Regions from separate parts of the Cricetulus griseus genome. Here region 1 is linked to region 2. Evidence: chromatin contacts called from public Hi-C data. All regions are on one chromosome and are shown on one strand. The core of a region is the stretch at or near the end of the contact, and the rest is flanking DNA. Distances in the headings are between cores, read along the strand shown.

The links. Hi-C and Micro-C count contacts between places; a contact is called where the count stands out from the background.
Region 1: a Hi-C map of the CHO-K1 cell line shows a contact between it and region 2, with 2.6 times the contacts expected there. The contact joins the promoter of Nckipsd here to the enhancer-like site in region 2. A contact is called at or near these places in 4 of 8 Hi-C or Micro-C datasets (the CHL-YN cell line, the CHO-K1 cell line, fibroblasts and 1 more).

What each region holds. Positions count from the first base shown.
Region 1 is chr4:216,972,197-216,977,584 of CriGri-PICRH-1.0, reverse strand. Nckipsd (NCK-interacting protein with SH3 domain) reads right to left here and starts at 3,449. Exons shown (of 13, transcript XM_027414603.2): 1 at 3,178-3,449; 2 at 598-707; 3 at 154-358; 4 at 1-24. The coding sequence starts at 3,348.
Region 2 is chr4:216,924,109-216,929,773 of CriGri-PICRH-1.0, reverse strand. Prkar2a (cAMP-dependent protein kinase type II-alpha regulatory subunit) reads right to left here. Exons shown (of 11, transcript XM_027414595.2): 11 at 5,562-5,665. Among named protein-coding and RNA genes, the nearest start is that of Ip6k2, 17 kb to the left of the region's middle. Within about 2 kb of position 3,218, at least 3 of the 6 cell types and tissues checked have open chromatin away from gene starts, as enhancers often do. A contact at or near this core is called in the CHO-K1 cell line, where this site is marked.

The DNA of each region.
Region 1 (5,388 bases), core at 2,200-4,699, 48 kb before region 2:
TGCCCGGCGAGGCTGTGGTGGTACCTGAGGGAACAGAGAGGGATCAGGGAGGACAGGCTGCTAGCTGCCCCTGTGACCCAAGTGGACCCCTTGAGTCTCTGGAAAAGCCTTAGTTCCTCATACCTCCTTCTAAAAGATACCCTCACCCCATACCTGGTAGAGGGCTCCATCTGTCCCAAGATGCTCAGAACTGGGCAGGCTGTGCTGCCGTTCAAACCCAGTTCGACACAGCCCATTAGGTTGCCTAGAGACAGCAGAATCCAAATGGTGGTCACTGGTAGACGGGGTCATAACTGAAGCACTGGAGGCAGAGGGACCCCGTCGAGACAATGTCTCTTTCCGGTGATGGATCAGCTTCCTGATAGAGAGACAAATAAGCCATGGAGGAGGCTCCTCCCTACTCCCAAAGTCCTCATCTGATACCTGTGGGATGCTGGAGCCTCACAGTGCAGGCCCTCAGACTTCCATCTTCCTATCCCATTCTGTGTCGCCTCATACTAACCCTAGCCCAGCCCCTACAATATCTCTGGCCCTATAAAGGAGCCCGTCCACCACCAAGCTCAAGGGAGGCGTTATCTTCACCTCCCAGACACTCACTGGAGGACTCCACGCTGTTCCAGGCTGTACTTGCCACCGTCTCGCATGGCTGTGTTGTGCACAGCCTCAATGGCCCGGTCAATTGCTTGGAGGACATCTTGCTCCATGCCCTAAAGGTAGGAGGGCAGTTAGACATGGGGGCCAAGTGGGGTTGATCAGCCCAGACCCAGCCCAGGCTGGAAGTAGGTGGAGGACCCACTACAGGTGAACCCTAGAATGCTGGGTACTAGCAGACGGACAATGGAATATGGAATGAAGTGGTCAAGTTGTAGGACTCAGGAAGCAGGGGCACAGGGCAGACGCTGTGACGGCACTGTACACTTAGGGCCCACTCAGGATTTTAGCCCGTACAGAGACTCCTGGCAAAGGCATTTCTGAAAACTATCGTCTAGAGCGGAAGCACAGATATCCGGGACTGGGACCAGGCGTGTACACCTAGCCTATCCTTGGGCTTGGCTCAGAGCCCAGAGTAAGATGCCAAAAGGAAGACTCAGTGTCTAGAATCCTAAATCAGTCACTCTACATGCTGTTGATCCTTCACAAAACCAAGGTCACACACTTCACAACAGCCTCGTCCCCCACAGCCCTCCCAGACAACCGGGAGGTAAGAAGGGGTCAAAAGGATCCCTCCACACTTCACCTCCCACGCTGTCCTGCCAGACCTTCAGGTCACCTCTGGGAAGCTACTCTGTGCTTGTGCTAAAGCAGGGATTTGAAAGACAGGCCTGGTTCCTGGCCTATGCTGTCATCCTCCGTAACCCACGAGTCCATTCTACTCCACTGTCTTACATGGAGGAGATGTGGGTTGCTGCTGTGGTTCTGGCCAGCACACAAGGCCCTCCAGGCTACACAGGAACTGCAGAGCAGAGCTGAACACACTCCAGAGTGGAGTTTTCTTGTTTTTTTGGTTGGCTGGGTGGCCGGTTTTTTGAGATGAGCTTTGGTGCCGCTGAAGCTGGCCTGGAAGTCATGGCAACCCTTCCAAATGCTGAGACTGTGGGCATAAGCCACCATGCTTAGCTCCAGAGGGAGCCTAAGAAGCTTCTCTGAAGGGGTCAGATGGATACAGGAGTCAGCAAAGTCCTCCATGTGGCATAAGGGGTGCAGGGGTGGAGGGGGGGCAGGGAAACAAGAGATGGGGGAGTAAGAAACACATGTATATATGGATAGAATGACAGATGAGAGAGAGAGGAGGCAGTGAGAGAAGACTCAGTCCATAGCAGAATGGGGAAGTCTGAGGAAGAAGGCAAGCACCAGGTAGAGTAAAAATGAGGCAGAGATGCATACAGACTGTCCTTTTCACCCCAAACTCCTGGCCCCACTGGCCTTGCTGAAGCAGGGGATCCACAGGCTCTGAGGAAGATGCAGGACTTGCCCTAGGAGTCTCCAATAAGACCCCAGTGCTCAAAAGGCTGGGCTGAGTGTGACACATTTTAGATCCAACTGACCTTGTATCTCTAGAGGTACCCAAGCACCTCTAGATAAGATGAGACTGGGGGTCTGTGAGGAAGCCCCTAGAAGCAAGGGTCCTCCCCTTCGGTAAGGCCAGACAAGATTTCCTCTTTATCACATTATTTCTGTCCTTAACTGGGCTGAGACAGGATGTTTCCACAGCTAGGGACCAGGGCAGGGCAGGAGTCTGGCACAGGCCAGGCTGCTTTGGGCCCTGCTTCTTCCTCCAGTCAGAGCAGACTAACTGGAGAACTGCAGCAGGACTTCTCCTGAGGAAACAGGAACTGGAGCTGCAGCCTCCACTGGAAGGAAACCAGGCCATCTTCAGAGCAGGGGAAGCCATGGAGGAGGCTCACTTCCTCACAATGTGGGCAGCTCCCATTCCAGGGTTGGGCTCCCCAGAATTCAGAGTAAGGAAATCCATGGAGAAGTCAGGACTGGAGGCCTGGGGGGAAGTGGAGGCTGCTGTACCAGGGAGCCTTGTCAGCAGGGGCCAGGGAGGGAGGGGGCTTGGTTCCAAAAGGGCTGGGGGAACAGTCCTTGGGTACAGTTTGACAGGTGTGTGAGGTCAGGATACAGACATATTGCAGGAATTGGGGGTCGAGAAAGGGATGGGAATGCCTATGGCTCTGGGGTTCAAGTGTGGGGTTGGGGGCTGAGAACCTGGAGGGTGGTTGGGGAAACAGGTGGTGTCTGAGATGGCAGTGTCGGTGAAGGGCAGGGCGGAGCGGGAAAGGAGGCAAGAGTGTGGGATCCTAGGGACTTAGTAAAGGGGAATAAGAAGACCTTGGGGTCTTTAGGGACTTGGGCAATGGGCTGGAGTCTCTGGGTCCAGCTAAGGAATTCTATTTATATGGAGGCTCTGATTCTGGATACAGGGGCAGCCTGAGGTGTCAGCCCCAGAGTAAAGCTTTTTACAGGCCTGCGATTAGATGTGGAAGGCCTAGTTCTTGGTGGGTGCTGATGGCCCCGGGGTCTCAGTCCTTATGGCTCTTGGGACTTAAGGTCAGATTCTCACACTCCCTGTCTTGTAGCAGTCCTGAAGGAGCTGGCTGAGCTTCCTGGATCGGCTCTGCGTACCGGTAGAGGGGTTCGGCTGAGAGGTCTGGCAGGGAGGGACACACTCACCTGCAGACGATGCAGGTAGGCAGGCGGCACGTACCCCGTCTCGCCACTACGCGCCCGTGCAGCTAGCCACCAGTGCGTGCTGCTGCGCTCCAGCACCAGGAAGGTCTCGCCCGCAGCGAACGCCATGGCGTTGGGCTCCGCCGAGCGGAAGGCATACAGCGCGCGGTACATGGGGCCGGGTCGCCGGTTCTGAGTACGCGACGAAGGTTGCGGTGCGGGGAAGCCAGGCCCTGACAGCCGCGCCGCGCTCCGCTCGCCCCGCCCCGCCCCGTGACACGCCACGCGTGCGCATGCGCAACCGCCCGCGCCCCGCCCCGCCCCGGGAGCGAGTCGGCTGCAGCACTGGAGCGCCGCGCCCCCTCGCGGCCCTGAGAGGTTCTACGGGGCGGGGTGGGGCTTCACGGGTGGTTTCTTGGCCCCTCCGACCTCAGACTCCAGCCAGGTGATTCCAGGTCCTAGCTCCCTGTGCAGGGCAGCCTTCCTCCTTTCCCAGCGCAGGTGAGAGCATTGCCTTCCTTCCCGCCTCCTAAGGAGGCTCACAGGGCGTGCAGCCGGTGCGTCCCCAGACACAGGATGTGCCGCTTTGCTTTGAGGAATACTCAGCAGACATTTGGAAGCCCCTCACGGGGAGGGGTCTTCTCAGAGGGTCTAGGCCTCACAGTGCCTTAGCACCAAGTCCTTGCTGTCACTGAGGTGGTGGGCAAGTGTGGAGGACGAGAGTCAAAACCATCTTTGCTCCCCACCGCGCGCGTGTGTCCTGGCTTCCTTTCCAGCTGTTCCCTCTGCTGGAGCACTCCCTTCTGGACCCTGCTCCAGCTAATATCGATCACTGTTTTGTTGTCACAAGGGATTCAAAGTCTATGACCTTGAGGTCATATTCATTCATAAATGTGTGTGTGTGTCCGTCTCCCCTTTTTAGAGGCAGTTATGTTACATAATCTTATCCTCCTGCCTCAACCTTACAAATGGCACTTCTGGGAAAAAGAAGGGGTGAGGGGCAGAAAGAAGGCTAACAGGGCAGGAATGCACCGGGTTTGGAGAACGTGTTTTGAACCCTGAATGATGGTGTAATCCCAGCATCCAGGAGGCAGAGGCGGGAGAAAGGTAATTTCAAGATCAGCCTGGGCTTCACAGTAAGACCGTGTCTCAAAGAAAAAAAAAAAAAAAGAGAAAGCATCCTTGACATTCATCAGCCCAGACCTCTAAATCCTTGAAATCCTTGGCATCCCTGAGTTCCAGTGAAGAGGACATCAAGGGTCCTGAAGATTTGCATATTCTCCACTGAAAACCTGACTCTAGGGAGCATGGGATGTATACCCCATCAGACTTAGTTTTTGTTGTTTTAAATTTTATTTCTTTATAAGGCAAGTTCTCACTATATAGTCCTAGCAATCCTGGGTCTATGTAGACCAGGCTGGCCTTGAATTCACAGTGATCTACCTGTATTTGCTTCCCAAGTATTGGGACTACAGTATGTGCCACCACACGAGGCTTTTTTTTTTTTTTTTTTTTTTTTTTTTGGTTTTTCAAGACAGGGTTTCTCTGTGTAGCTTTGGAGCCTATCCTGGCACTCGCTCTGTAGACCAGGCTGGCCTCGAACTCACAGCGATCCGCCTGCCTCTGCCTCCCGAGTGCTGGGATTAAAGGTGTGTGCCACAAACACCCGTCGAGGCCTTTTTTTTTTTAAAGACAGGATCTTGAAGGGGCTGAAGAGATAGCTCAGTGGTTAAGAACACTGCTTGCTCTTCCAGAGGTCCTAAGTTCAATTCCCAGCAACCACATGGTGGCTCACAACCTCCTATAGTGGGATCTAATGCCCTCTTCTGGCATAAAGTTTCACATGCAGATAGAGTACTCATATACATAAAAATAAATCTTTGGCAGACAGAGATGCACGCCTTTAATCCCAGCACTCAGGAGGCAGAGGCAAGTGGATCTCTGCGAGTTCGAGATCAGCTTGATCTACAGATTGAGTTCTAGGACAGCAAGGGCTGTAACACAGCTCAACCCTATCTCAAAAAACAAATGAGCAAACAAAAGAGAGTTTCACTATGCAACCCCAACTGGACTGAAGCTAACAGAGACCCACTGCCTCAGCCTCACCTAGCCCTCACTGATCTATTTTTAGGCATGGTAGAAGTAGGGCCATTGGGACTTGGAAAGAATGTCAGAAAGTTCAGCTGAGACAAGAATTTGACATGCAGACCCTGG
Region 2 (5,665 bases), core at 1,969-4,468:
AGAAAAAAATGTCAGTCATGATGTCATCCAAGACTGGAGAATGAGCATAAGGTCCAGCCTGAGCTACACAGTGATACCTTGTCCAAAAAGAAAGAGAGGGGGATGTAGTGGTCCATAACTTTGGTCTCAGCATTCAGGAGCCAGAGGCAGATGGATCTCTAAGTTTGAGACCAGCCTGTTCTACATAATCAGTTCCAGGACAGCCAGAGTTGCATAGTAAAGATCCTGTTTCAACTTAGAGATGGTGGGGGTGGGGGGAAAGAGAGGGAGAAGGCAAGCTAAGTGGGAACAACAGGAGGCTGTGGCTGGATGATTGTGAGTTCAAGGCCAGCCTGGGTAATATGACATTCCATTCAAATAGATACATAGACACAGATGATAGTTATAGGGTTAGGCATAGATATATAGACCAAATGACTTGCCCTAGCTAGTGACCTGTAGAGTGATCAAAGCTGGGACTAGGACCTAGTGTGAAGGCCTGAAAGACCCCAATTCAAGCCTAGCCTGATACCCACCAGCATATATTTAAAAATCTGGCCACACACAGCTCTGGGACAAAGAACACATGAAATGGTCGGTCATGATGACAAGTCTCTGGAAATTGTTATTACTAGTTTCTATCACCTTCAACAACTGTCTGGTTTCTAAAAATTGTTATGGGTTACCCTGCTCCAGAGCACCCAAGTTTTGAAAATAAGTATAAGTCACTCTGTTCTCAGAAAAACCACTAGCTGTCCCATGGCCTTGCAGGTGTAAAAACCAAAATAACATTCCAAACCCCTCGTGGGCAAAATTGTAAGTTCAGCTCCCAACCAATCAGAGAATGACTCATGTATGTTATAGCCAATCAATATGTTGTCACACTCCTGCCTAGTGACCAAAAAGATATAAAAACTACCTGTTTTGGAAACTCAGGGCCGTTCTCTTCCCAGGGAACGACCCCAACACATTGGAATAAAATCCTTTTGCTTTTGCATCGAACTTGTGTCCTTGTGAGTGACTCTGTGGGGTGCATCTCCTGGAGTTGGACTTCACTTTTGGGTCCAACAGGCCCAGAGTGAGAGAGCAGCAGGGTTTATGAGGCCCTCTATGGACTACTGGAGGCTCTTGGCAGAGCAAGGAGGAAGACAGAAAACTCCCAGGATAGAAAGTGTGATACAAAATGAGGAGCACTTAATGTCCAAGACAGCGTCTGCAGCCTGGTGATGTCAGGCAGGCAGTGGTACACCAGGTGCAGAGTTATCAGCATAGTGAGAAAAGCCATCACTGTTCTCAGGGAGGGAGAAAAGAGAGCCCAGAGCACAGCCCTGGGCTAGCGTAGCATTTATGAACCAACTGCCTGAGATGAGAACTGGTCATGAGGTGGAAGTGTCAGCATCTCTTACGAAGCCAGCCTTTGACGCAGTGGCAGGTTGTCAGGGATGGTGGGTTCTGCTGAGCTGGCACAGGCACTGGTTGTTGCTAGAGGACTCTGGGGAGGGAGGGATGAGGTGTGGCAAGAGTGGGAGGCAGTGGAGTGGGAGGCACACGCAAGCACACCTCCAGGCTATTGTCAAGGAGGGAACAGATCATGGGGCAGGAGCTGGGGATGGCTGAGGGGTAAGCTTGTAGCCTGTGGCCTTTTCTCTCTGTAGACGAGATAAGGTCATTGGTGGGGGGTCACTGTAAGGATACACAACATTACACATGGCCTTCAGGCAAGGCAACAACACTTTAAGGACCCTGCAGAAGGGTGGATGGGAGATGACTGAGATAGACCTCCAGAGACTGGTGGGGTCAGATATGGTTTCTTCCTGCCCTTCTCTGGCTATAGCCAGGTGTGTTTGTTGGGGGGTTGTTGGGAAGCACTCTCTTTGCTAGTGTCTGGGCCTGGAAGCAGGTAAAGTTGACTTGGGACCAGACATAAATCAGAATCCCCTTCTCCTGTGCTTCTAAATTTGCTAGCTGTTCCCCTTACTCCCAGTCCCCAGAGCTTCAAATCTGCCCTGGGCCCCTGGTGCCTGAAGCTGAAACCCCATGCTCTCCTGGGGGTTGGAAGTAGGGTTCATGTCTGCTGTGACCCCACCCCTACCCCCAGCCACAGATCACCAGGAAGTCATTCAGGAAGGGAGCTGGCTGCTACAAATCTTTGCTAGGATATTCTCCCAGAACAAAACACAGAAAATTACCCAGAAAAGGATTCCACAGGGCCAGGGTGGAGGCGGTTCCCAGCAAGTCCAGGACATGTACACTCTGTCCCCAGTGCTTCTAGGCAGCACACAGCCCCAGAGGCCAGCTTAAAGACTCCCATTGTACTGGAGAGCTGCCCAGTCAGTGAGCCTTGCTCCCACCCACACTTTCAATGTGCTCTTGCCTCTGCACTGTGAGCCAGGCCTTTGTGGCTTTTTAAATCAATTTTTTAAGTTTCTAATTTTGTATAGGGGTGGGGAGTTGTATGAGCTGGTGACAGCACACACACACACACACACACACACACACACACACACACACACACACACACTCCAGAGTGAAGGAGTGAAATGAAGGTCAGACTTGCAAGAAAAGGCTCTTTTCCTCTGCCATGTGTTTTCTGAGGATCAAATTCAGTTCATTGGGTCTGATGGCTAGTGTCTTTACCCACTGAGCTACCTTTCAGGCCCTGAGCCTGGCCCTCCCTGTAAGGTTTAGTGAGACTAGCTTTATTTGGTTGGTAATTATAAGGCCCACTCTATGCCAGGGAGTGGGGACAAAACATTCTAGTCTTGAACTAACCACAAGAAAGAACACATCAGCCATTGGACCCTAACCCGTATTAGCATTGGATGTTAGTCCCTAGCTGGTATGTGAGGGTCTTTGGACAAAGCCAGGAGCAGAATGGATGGGTGCCTTCTCATAGGTCTGTTGCTTCCACAGAGGGACAACCTAAGGCCCAGGACAAGAATTCCAATCTGTTCTCTGGGTAGCCTCCAGCTAGCAGCTGTCAGCATAATGGAACCATCTTGAGTCCCAAGATGGGGGTGGTGCCCTAAATGCCAAAGTCTGCCTGTGGACAGGTTTTCCCACACCAGCTATGCACTGCCAAGGTTTCAGTCGCCTGAATTGTCCTTCATTTGGGATTTGGGCTGAGGTATGGAGGCTGATGGGGACTTGGAGCTTGGGTGAGGTTTCCTTTCTCACTTGGGATTGGCTGCAGTTGTAGGGTTGGAAGCCAAGAGCCCAAGGCTGCCCAGGGATAGCGTGGCCCCTACCGACTGAAGTGGAAACTGCACTGTCCCAGACTTCCCTGATGGAATCAAGGCCACGAAAAACTGATACATGCAGGAAAAATTGCTTCTTGCCACCTGTCTTAACAGAAGGCAACCTAGGCCAAAAATACATCTCTGGTCAACCCTTTTCATGTTTCAGGTGACATGAAATGAGATGGGAATTTCTGAGGAGTCCATCCTTTCACCAATATAACCTTTTCTTTTGCCTCCTCCGGGAGGCATCTGTAGCCAGAATCATGAGATGAAGGAGAAGGTGTGGGGGGGTGTTGTGTGCTTATGTGTTTACATCCCTTGTTTAAAGAGACAAGACAGAGAGAGAGAGGGAAGGGAGAGAGAGAGGGAGGGGAGAGAGAGAGGGAGGGGAGAGAGAGAGAGAGGGAGGAGAGAGAGAGCGGGAGGGAGGAGAGAGAGAGAGAGGGAGGAGAGAGAGAGAGAGAGAGAGAGAGAGAGAGAGAGAGAGAGAGAGAGAGAGAGAGCCCAAGCTTGCTTCATGGTCCAAGGCAATAGACACTAGAAGCATCATCCTTAAAGTGGAAAGGCCACAGTTGCTGTCCACAGGAATCCAATAGAGTCAAGGAACTCCATCAGCACTAGTAGGAAGATCTACAATCCCTTGGTGGACCACAGTGCTGTTAGCTGGAATCCCAAGGGCTTAAAGTGTTAAGGACATTCACAATTGGTCATCAGTATTTGTCCAGTCAACCAATGAACTGTGTCACATATACTATATGACATTTCAACCCAGATCTTGGCAATTTAGAACTGAATATTCATTATATTTCTAACACTCCTATTTTATTTGCATATTCAAAAATTTTGTTAGAAAACTAAGCAACTCATTAACATTACTAAGGAGATACTCAAATATGATGGGATAAATTCTTAGCTTTTTGGTTCAACAGAGTCTTCATGTGATATGCCCTCTGTAGGGCTGAGACTCCGATGAGAGACTGACATCTGTCTGGAGCTTCTTGAGACATAGACATCACTACCCAAACCACAAAAATAAAGCATTTACATAATATTTTTATTTGAGACTTTCCTATCATGAACCTCAATCACTCACTTCCCAGGACTCCTCCCACATCCCCTTTCTACTCTTGTGACCCCAATGTTCTTTTTCTTTTGAGACAGGGTTTCTCTGTGTAGCCCTGGTTATTTAGAACTAGCTCTATAGACTAGGCTGGCCTCAAACTCAGAGATCCATCTGCCTCTGCCTCTGCCTCCCAAGTATTGGGATTAAGGGCATGCGCCAGCAATTTTTAAAGCCATGAAGCATGACCATTTTTTGCTTTTTGAGTCAGCTGAGTTTCTCAGAACCTAGATAGGTAGTTTATATGTACCTATCATTTGGCCCTTTTGGTCAGGCATCTCTATATCAATGAAGATGACATCCAGTTAACTTCTTTGTTCTCTGGGAAAGACACTGGAAGTACAGTAGGCTGTCACCCTTGCTAGTCTAGGTGTAGTAATACAAAGTAGTGAGATCCTGGCAGACAGGAAATTATTTCTGCTATCACTGGTATCTTCTGGGCAAAGGGTACAATGGGAACCCTTACCCTTATCTACAGCAATATACCACGCTGTGATGGCTCATTTTGTGCCATCACTGGGTTATGGAATATTTGGTCAACCATTATTATGGGTGTTCTCATGAGTATTTCTGTTTGGGATCAGACTGGCATTTTACTTGGTAAACTGAATATATCACTTTGACCTGCCTAATGTGGTTAGGCCTTACCTGACCAGGTTAGTTTGAAGGCCTGAGTGAAACAAAAGGGCTAGGGATGTAGCTCCTTGACAGAGCACTCTCCTAACACAAACAGGGCTCTGGCTTTGCATTTGTAGAGCAGGAGAGAACTTTCCTTCTGCCTTTAACCTGGCACATGCCTTCTGGCCTGCTGCCAGCCTGCACTGTGGCATTAGCCACTCACTGCTCTGGAGCCTGCTGGCCTTTAGACAAGAACCACAGTACTGGCTGGCCTGGTTCTCAGGCCCCTCAACTTAAGGCCAGAACTAAACCACATATTCCTGAGGTTGCAGCTTACTGACTCACCCTTCAGGTCTTCAGATTTGCCTCAATAATCACGTGAACCCATCCCTTATAATACACCTCAGAGTCCCTCTCTCCCTACCCACCCCCTTCCATACTGGTTGCTTCTGTGAGGAAGCTAATTACTACAAATGCCCAGGTCTTCTCCCTAATTTTTAAGGGTCCTATCCATCCCAACAATGTATCTGTCAGGTAAGTGCTAAGATGGCCTGAGACCCTTAAAAGAGAAGACAAATAATATTAACACAAGACTACACCAAAAGTCACACATGATTTGTCAGCCTTTATTAATCAAGAGTGAAGCCGAGCCCTAGAGTTTCCTTTAAAAACAAAAACAAAAAACTCAACCTTGTTTATAGCAAACAAT